Regions from separate parts of the Mus musculus genome. Here region 2 is linked to region 1. The links are chromatin contacts, called in public HiChIP or PLAC-seq maps. All regions are on one chromosome and are shown on one strand. The core of a region is the stretch at or near the end of the contact, and the rest is flanking DNA. Distances in the headings are between cores, read along the strand shown.

Region 1 (4,753 bases), core at 1,639-4,138:
TGCAGGTATTTCTAGAGGTAGTGATCTAAGAAAATAGGCCCACCCTGAGTATAAACAACATTATCCAACAGGAGTCCTAGGATAAAAACAGAGGAAAGGAGAGAAAAGTGGATGAGCCCAGACCTTGGCATTCCCCTTTATCCTGTCTCTGAAACATCCAGATATGAGACAGCCACCTTATTATCCTACAACAGCCGTGACTAGCTCTCAGCACTTTCCCTTCTCCACCGTAGTGAAGTGTCTTTATCTTTACATTGTGAACCATGTTAAACCCTTCCTCCTTTAAATTGCTTCTTAAAAGATATTTTGCTATTGCAACAATATTAGTAATGTAAAAATAGAAAAGAAAAAAAACTAATCTGGCTGAGTCTTTCCAGCATCTCAGTGGAGGCAAAAAAGTCATGACTTTATGGATTTGGGTTCTACATAGGGTAGTTTTTTGTTTTTTTTTTAATGTGTGGTGTGTTAGACTTTTTTTTTTTAATTTTGTCACTATGACAAATGTGCCATAAACATTTTAAGGGAAGAAAATTTTATCTTGTCTCTTAGCTTCAGAGATGCTTGCTATTCTTAACGTCAGTGCCAGGGCTTTGCGGATTCTGAGCCTGCAGTCAAGCAGAGAATCTCAGGGGCAAGAGCATGTATCACAGTACACTTACTCATGGAAGATTGGATGGAGAGAGATCCCATCAGTTGTGCCCCTAGAACCTACATCTTCAAGTTTGTCTCTCACCCTAAAGTTTCTTCTACCTTCTAAATAACTGCTACCAGATAGGAGCAAGGCTTCATTACCTTGTGAGTGACAATCAGGGTCGAGAGCTAACATCAGGGCTTGATTATCACTGAAGAAAGGGGTCACAATAAAATAATTCAGGATTGATGGATCCAAGATGGGGATTTTAAAATCAGCTAAAAACTGAACAATTGTTTGGTTATCTTGATTAAATCACCAGTAATGATAATTTAGATGATACTGTTTGGGAATGAATGGACTTGTAGATAAATTTAAAGCAAGCACTGGAGTATTTGAAACCTCACTTCCCTAGACAAGAGTGGTCTGAAATATCCATCCTGTATGTGCCGTGTAGGCGGTTTCTGTTCTCAGCTTCCATGTTTAGGTCTGGAGATGGTAGCAGCTCCTCTTTTTAGCTCAGAGTACTTGACCATCTGTAGTTGGTTTTCTGAAACTCTGTCTAACTCACTTGTAGGCAAAACTTTTCATTAAACTCTTGGCAATTATTCCGTAAGAATATGCCATCTGTTTCTTATAGGGAACTAACTGCAAAGAGTTCTTATGAGCTCAGTAGATCATTGTTCTCTTCTAAGCATTTACTGTACATATTTACTGTTAAGGTCATCAGTTTTGCTGGTGTGATTCACCATCACTGTGCATACTGAAGCCCCTGAATCTGCAACAAGAGGTGAATCACAGAGTGATTTTGTACCTAAAATCTACTTGACATTAAGTGTCTCAGCTTTTATCTCCTGTGGGGACCCCAGCAAAGGATGGTGGGTGGGTGGGGTCTGTTGCTCTGGAACTGCTGTACCCATGAGGCCAAGCTTTAACCTTTGGCTCTTGGACACTCGTTCTTAAAATTGCAATTCTTTACTTTATCTTTGAGGCTTCATTGCCATAGAAAGAATCTGCCTAGGGGCTCAAAAGTGTTTTATTTTAGCCTGTCCCAACTGCCAAGAACTAGAGATCATAAGCCTTTGCCAAGTGCAAGGGCAGCTAGGAGTTGATTTCTTGCCTGTTGCTGTTGGCATATGCAGATTTCTAGTGTAACTCTCAACCTTGAGCCTTCTGGCCACCTCCTGCTGAGAACATGTATGTGCAAGTCTTGGTGTCTGAATGAATGTGCAAGCTCATGCATACGTGTGTGTGTGTGTGTGTGTGTGTGTGTGTGTGTGTGTGTGTTTGCTGAGCCCCAGGTTCAGTGCTTGCTCACATTAATTTCTAACTGCTAAACCAGTCTATGATATCAGTACCCCAGGAATTTGGTAGAGAAAAATGAAAGTCATGTCCCCTTTAATATACTCACAAAGGAAAGCTTAAGAATAACTAAAGCTTAAACAAAAGAAGGAAACCAACGACTTTAAGGCTGGGGTCTATAGCACAATGGTATGTATGAGTGATTGCCTCATATGCATAACCTCTAGGATATGAAGGAAGGAAGGAAGGAAGGAAGGAAGGAAGGAAGGAAGGAAGGAAGGAAGGAAGGAAGGAAGGAAGGAAAGAGAGACATAGCTAAATATTTAAAAGAAAGCTAACCAGAAAAATAAGTGAATTTCTAAATGCATTCTTGAATATTTCTCCAGACTTTCTCCTCTTACTAAGATGCCATCATCTTTAATATGCGGATTGCGAGAGCATCTACCAAGTACTGTATTGAATTATTTTGTATGATTTAGTGGGGCTGCTTGTTCTGTGTTAAACCTGTTTGAAATTAAATATAGGAAAAGACACGAGGCAGACATGCAGGAGCACAATTATAAGCCAACCACACTAGGTTCCATCCATCATTGGCTTTCAATGCCAGGGACTATTTCAGTTTAGTTATAAGACATATATTTATTTCAACTCAGTACAAAACACATGTAACACATATCCTCATACTTTTAGAGAGAAAAGTGATTCCAAAGCCTGTTTAACACACAACCGTAAAGGCTTTTCCTGAAGGACCTGTTGTGAATATCCAGCACAGAGGAAGTGTGCAATCTCGGGACTTTACATCAGGCTCCACCCCGAGACCACTGAGGAGCAGAAGGGAATGGCTTCAGTGACTCCCCAGCTTCTCCCAGAATACATGACAGATGCCGAGACTTCCTGCTGAGAACACACATTTACTTCTTATTTCATAAGTTACACACCCTCTCTTATCAGAAATTGTGACTAAAAGCCTTGGAATTCAACTTAGACAAACCAGGGTGTGCAGGGTGTGAGTGCCAGCTTCTAGCCTGACTGTGTTTCTGACTTTTGTAAGGTAATTTATTTCATTAAAACTTCATTATCTCACTGAAAAGAGGAATGATGCAAACATCTACTCAAAGTTACTAAAGGAAATATTGCATGGCAAACACAAAGTAGGATGTCTCACATATGCACTGTTCCTAGTACTGCCTTGTCCTTTGAAATTGCTGTTATCTCAGGGGCATGGGAATGCCAATCTTTCCATTTGACCCTATTATCTTTCTTCAGAGGAGATCAAAGTAATTGTCCCTTCAAATCCCTAGTGCTGGCATCTTCTCATATTCAACAGCCCACAAGGGATTTTCTTGTGGAAATCCCACCAGCACATTCACAATGTACGTGGTCGGTGGATCACACACTACCTCAAAGCTATTCTCCTTACTCATGACCATGGAGCTGGAAACTACCACCTTCACAAAGGCAGTTAGAATCATGACTCTAATTTAAAAAAAAATAAAGAAACTGGAAACAGAATCAATGGATAATACATTGCATTTTTACAATGTATCTATATAAAATTTTCATATGCAATCATCTCCTATTATAAATATAGATAAATCTGTTACCACGGTTTTTCACCCTGTAGTTAATGATTATAACTTCTAACATTTGAAAGCAGTGTATAGTTTTTAAAAAGACAGATCCTGTTTTAGAGCAAACAAATTAGCTTTTTGAGTTTTGACGTTTTAGATTTAACATCCTTATTCGATTTCTTGGCAGTAACTCAGTTATGAAAATAAACAAAATGCTTTAAATTTGTTTAGTACCCTAAGGTTTACCAGCATGAACCATGTAAGATGAGCTCTTCAAGGAGAAAGTGAGGGAATGTAACGTTAGGTCTCTTGCACGGAGATAAAGAACTCAAGTTTATTTTTCCTCATTTAATAACTTTTCCATGATTATGTATCAGATAATTTGAAATCTTAGAACTAAAGGAGGTAATGACTCAGAGGAATTATCTAATATATATATATGATGCCAAAGTAGGTAGTTTAAGTTTTATTTTAGAGGTAGTAATGTTGTATACTTCTAGGGTGCGATTTGGTTTCTTCTTATACAAACACAATGTAGGAAGATTCAATTAAGCTAGCTACCACATTTCACCCATTTATTTACTGTTTTGTAGTGAGAATATTAAAACCCATTTCCCTTCTTCAAGGAGTCTATGTTCCACTGAGAGTTGATGTTCTAGTGCATTCTATTAGATCTGGGAGCTAGAGATTGAACAAGAGCTCCATCAAATTCTACCGTTAGGAAAAACACCGATAAAGAGGCAGGAGGTGAGGACCCTCTAGAATATACTAGAGATCAGGGAGGTGAGAAACTCTCAGGACTCAAATGGAGGGGCCGTGAATGAAGTGCTCTACAGTGGGGAGGGGGAACTTGTAGAGTTCATCTCTAGGGAAGGGTCAGGACATCAAGTGGAGGGATGGAGTTGCCATCCCATAGTCAAAAGCTCTGACCCAGAATTGTTCCTGTCTGAAGGAATTTCAGGGGCAAAAACAGAGAAGCATATGAGATAAAGGAGGTTCAGGGACAGGCCCAAATTAGGATCCAGTTCAAGAAAAGGCCCGGGGCCTTCACACTGTTACTGATGTTGTAGTGTGCTTGTAGACAGGAATCTAGCATGGTTGCCCTCTGAAAGGCCCAACAAGCTGGTGAAAGAGTCAGATGCAGATAATAGCACCCAAGCAATGGACAGAAGCTAGGGGGTCCTTGTGGTTGAATTGGGGGAAATCTGGTAGTAGCTGAGGAGGAGGACAGCCCCATCGGAAGACTAGC
Region 2 (4,753 bases), core at 797-3,296, 190 kb before region 1:
TTTTTTAGAATGTATCAGTGTTTCTCCTATGCTAAGCCTCGTGCCAACTTCGTAAGAAAAGCAGATGATGAGCTCTGGTTTATGACCTTCAGTAGCTAGCAACCTAGAAAGGCAGGATCGAAGGAGGGAATAGTGTGAACAATGCTACAGCTGAGCTCTCACAATCCGAGTCAAGAAAGTCACTGCTTGCCTGAAGAAATCTCACAGGACCCCAAAGAGGAGAGGAGGCATGGCTTAAATCTTATGAGAGATACCCTCGGAAATGAATGAAGCCCACTAAATCAAATGAGCTGCCTTCTCTGGCATCAATAGAAGAAAATGTGTCTAGTCTTTCTGGAATATGATATTCCGAGGCTGGTTGATATCCATGGGAGGCATTTCCTTTTCTTAGGAAAATGAGAGGATAGGTAGGTAGAGGGGGTAGGGGTGGGTCAGAGGGAGGGACTAGGAGAAGAGAAAGGAGTGGAAGCTATAATCTGGATGTAAAGTCAATAAATCACTTAATCAAGAAAAATAATTCTATGTACAGTTTTTTCTCTCAAAAGTCAGTTTTTATCTGAAAGTTGTTGCATATTAATTAAATAAGATGGACTTCATTATGCCATTTTTATACAAACAAACATACATACATACATACATACATACATACATACAGTGGCATTTCATCATACCCACCACAATACCCTGCTTTATTTCCCTCTCCACCCTCTGCCGGTATCCTTACTTTTGAGATTCCTCATGTGCATAAAGACACATGCTACTTCTTTATGAGTTGAGCATATTTTGTTTAACGTCATGTGCTCTTTTGTCTCATGGTTCTGTTCCTTATTGCTGTATTCAGCAATAATAACTCTCCTATGTATAGACCATATTTCTCTTCATTGATGGGTACCTCTGCTGATTCTACTACTTGGCTACTGTTACTAGGGCTAAAATAATTCTCTCTTGTATGCTTTGATTCCTTTGGGTACAGAGACACTCATGGTAGAGATGGACGATGCGGTACTTTGATTTTAGTTTGTTGTATAACCTCCATGCTGACTTTCATAGGTTTACACTCATTTATGTTCCTCTCAACAATGTCATAACCAAGCCGTCAACGTATGTGCTTGTTGTCTTCTGTTTTCCTTATAGCTACTGGGACTGAAATGAGATAGATTTTTCAATATACCTTGATTTACATTTCCCTTATCGCTAAAGATGTTCAACATTTTTCATGTATTAATGGGTTCTTTGTATTTCTTTCTTTTGAAAAGTGTCTATTCAATTTATTTGTTGATGTGTCAATCTTCATACCTCTGCAAGAAGCCAGATAAATTAGTCATGACATTGCAAACTCAGCAAGCAGAAAGTAGAGGCAGGAGGATGCACATGCAAAGCCAGACTAGGCTACATAGAAAGACTCTGACTCAGCAGTGGGAGGGAAACCAGACATCTTCACCTTAAAATTCTAGCAGGGCTGTTTAGCTTTATTTATTGTCTGTTCAAATATTCAAATGAACAGTGCTCATTAGATACCAAATGTTATGTTCAATGAGATTACTGCTTTAGAGATTCATACTTTAGGATGGGAAGGGGACACAGAGTACATAAAAAACAAAAAACAACCCTAGGTTAGTGGGATAGTATGAATTAGAAACGTAAAGTACAATATTGTGTCAGAGCTACACAAAAAACAGCTCTCATCTGGGCTGAGATCTGGAGGATTTTTTTTCAGACAGGACTCTTAGGCTCATACCTGGTGGATGAGAATAGACAGTCAGAAAAGTACAGTGGCGTGGAAAGGAGAGACAGACATTCCAGGAAGAGAGGAGGGCTTGAATGGAACCACCCACTCCCATAGCATCCAAACACAAATTTGAGGGAGCATATTTAAAATGATCAGCTTCAAGAGTACATGGAAAACAGGTTTTCCTGTCATCCCTCCTCCACTTCAACTTCTCACAGGCTCCTTCACTACAGCTGGACTGACAGAAGGGGTACACTGGCTTTAGGTTTTCCGGTATTCTCTTCCCACTCACCCTGAAGTTGCAAGCCACAGGTTTCTTGGAACCATGAACATTGTTTGAACTAAAGCTAAAACAGGCGATGTGCTCTGAGTCACACTATGCAGGCATATTTATATCATCTGTTTATGACACTCACAGGTGGACACAATGACTCATTACACAACATTCTAAACATAGAAGCCTGGAAAACCCTGAGCTCTGGGAACTTGTTGGGTAGGAATACCAATACAGTTGAGGAAGACGACAGAGGCCTTCCCTTAAAGTATGCATTTACACATGAAGTCTTTATACATCAAACTGGTTTTTAAGAATGTGCTGCCAAACACATTTGCACTGGTGAGTGTGGGATGGAAGAAGATGAGGAAAAATCATTGATGCTGAAGCTGGTGATGAAAGGCCTCCATCAGCTATGGACTATGCAACTGCTCATGTACACACAGGGGCACACTTGGGAAAGAACCAGAATGCATGTCCTTACCATGGGACCAGAAACAAATCACTCCAATGTCCGAAGAAATGGTTTGAAGTCAATGACTTTGGTTTGGATTCAATGATTTCTTTCTCCACAGTACTGTTTGTGTCTGATTTGAATTTTTCAATTTTTACTTAACCACATATACAGGTATTTTCCTTAGATTAAAAAAAAAAGACTCTTACTTGTACATCACCCTACACTCAGATGTATAACTCAAGCCTCAAGATAGATCCATTATTTTGCTATTGGGAGTTATTCTCCTATCAAAAAATAAAAAATAACATTCCTACAAGCCAAAGCTGCTATCACCCTATTCTGTGCATTTTAGCCCAATGTGCAAACTTTTAACAGCCCTATAGAAAGTAGTAACTTTTAAAGAAGTTTCTCTAAGTGAATATTTCAAAGCTGTGCTGTCTGATGGGGACCCTTCCCACTGGGGTAGTGGAAACATCCAAAACAGTCAAGGAAGAGAGAACTCACTGTTGTACTCAATTAGTTAAGAAACCATCAAAGTAAATAAAGCAATAGCTTCAAGAACACACACAAAAGGAGTCACTGAAGTAGAACAGATTAAACGAAAAAGAAGAAGTCTGTTTTAGCTACCAAGTGACCCCTGGGTAAAGAATAATTTCTTCTTCAGGACACTCTTCGTCAAGGTCTTCCAGCAAGATGGCTATGTGGAAGCAATTTCTTTCTGTGTCTATAGGGAATTGAGAAAGTGTGCAGGAAATATAGGCTGAGTTTAATTCCAAGTAAAGTACAAGAGGTCAGTGATCAGGAACAACTTTTGAAATGTTTGTCACCTCCCGGAATACTAATGGTTTTGAAACATCACAATGGTCATGAAGTAAACTCTTTGCACTTTAGGAACAAGAAACAACTCAGAGAGAACCTCACCACCTCCATGACTTTGCTCTTCACTGGGATGGTTATCACATAATTAGCCTTCTTAGGAAGCCGTCCACAGTCATCTCATGAAGTTACTTTGAGCATACATTTAGTACCTAGCCCACCTCTGGACCAGAACTTGTGCTATTCTTCAGAGATACTCAAATTTACGATATCTATGTGTTCAAGAACCAGAATGTTAGGCATGGTAGCACACACTTTCAGTGCCAACCCTTGGGAGGCAGAAGCAGACAGATCTCTTCGGTATGCAAGGCATTGCCTGCTGACTGGCAGAGGCTCAGAATGTGTGTGGGTTTGAGTTCAAGAATTGCAAGTAAATACATAATAAAGTCTGTATATTGATTGGCTAATTGGTGAAAGAAAAGAAGGATAAAATGGGGAGGGGGGTAATACATATTACATGCCAGCAACTGTGGTAAGTTACATGCATGATCATATATTCTCAATCATTGTAATAATTCAGTGTCCATAGGAGATTCATCGCCCTTTGTTTACATGAGAACAAATTGAGGCTCAGAAGTTTTATCTAACTGCATCTGCAGCACATTCATATTAAAGAGCATAATCAGGACTTTATATCCAAGTGTGTCAGGTGATACTGGTTAACATCCAGTCTTGTCTTAATGCACCCTTGAGCTGCTCACCATGGTCCTGAGTAGCTTGGGGTTGCCAGGGTCTCAGAATGTTTCTCCCAGTGCCTAGGTTCCAGAAGTGTGACTCCCTGAGTACAGGCAAATCTCTGATCCACCATGGAGCCAAAATTAGACTCAATTTGAATACAAGAGGTAAAACAAAATTCTCTACTCTGCTAATGATTGTGTCAAGTAGGACTTCCTTTTCCATATAGCATTGTAATTACCTAATTACTCATTTTCATGGGAATCGTGAATGAAAAACACTGCTCCGGGCATCTGTGGGAGTTGGAACCTAAGGAGGGGAATTGTGTCCTGGGACTTTCCACCCTTACAAGCTGTCTCTGCTCAGACATTAGTTCCTCCTACCCCATTCCTCTCTACCTACTGCTTACAGCTAGTTGGATTTACCCACACAAAAATGCCTTTAACAGAAGGTCCTTGATTTGAAAGCACAGTGATGTGTTACATACATACATATCTACTTTAAAATTTAGCTGTGTCTTCCAGCTGCATTTTCCCATAGAATTTATAGTCCCATTTTACCTTGTAAAGATTACTAAATGGAACATATAAGTAATAAGATTGGAGAAGAAATACTACTTTTGATTTAACTGAAATTGTAATAGTTATAATAACAATGCAAGGCATGGGGGTGATATACACCATTTCATGCTAGCTCATGAAAATATTGCACCCTGTTTCTATAAAACCAGAAAACCTCACTA

The links. HiChIP or PLAC-seq counts read pairs in DNA pulled down with a chosen protein or histone mark.
Region 2: a FOXA1 HiChIP or PLAC-seq map of pancreatic cancer cells shows a contact between it and region 1. The contact joins two enhancer-like sites. A contact is called at or near these places in 2 of 484 Hi-C or Micro-C datasets (cranial neural crest and pancreatic cancer cells) and 1 of 115 datasets of contacts at active chromatin or transcription factors (pancreatic cancer cells).

The regions. Positions count from the first base shown.
Region 1 is chr15:54,174,421-54,179,173 of GRCm38.p6, reverse strand. No RefSeq gene overlaps it. Among named protein-coding and RNA genes, the nearest start is that of Tnfrsf11b, 100 kb to the left of the region's middle. Within about 2 kb of position 2,888, at least 13 of the 459 cell types and tissues checked have an H3K27ac peak or open chromatin away from gene starts, as enhancers often do. A contact at or near this core is called in pancreatic cancer cells, where this site is marked.
Region 2 is chr15:54,360,389-54,365,141 of GRCm38.p6, reverse strand. No RefSeq gene overlaps it. Among named protein-coding and RNA genes, the nearest start is that of Colec10, 48 kb to the left of the region's middle. Within about 2 kb of position 2,046, at least 16 of the 459 cell types and tissues checked have an H3K27ac peak or open chromatin away from gene starts, as enhancers often do. A contact at or near this core is called in pancreatic cancer cells, where this site is marked.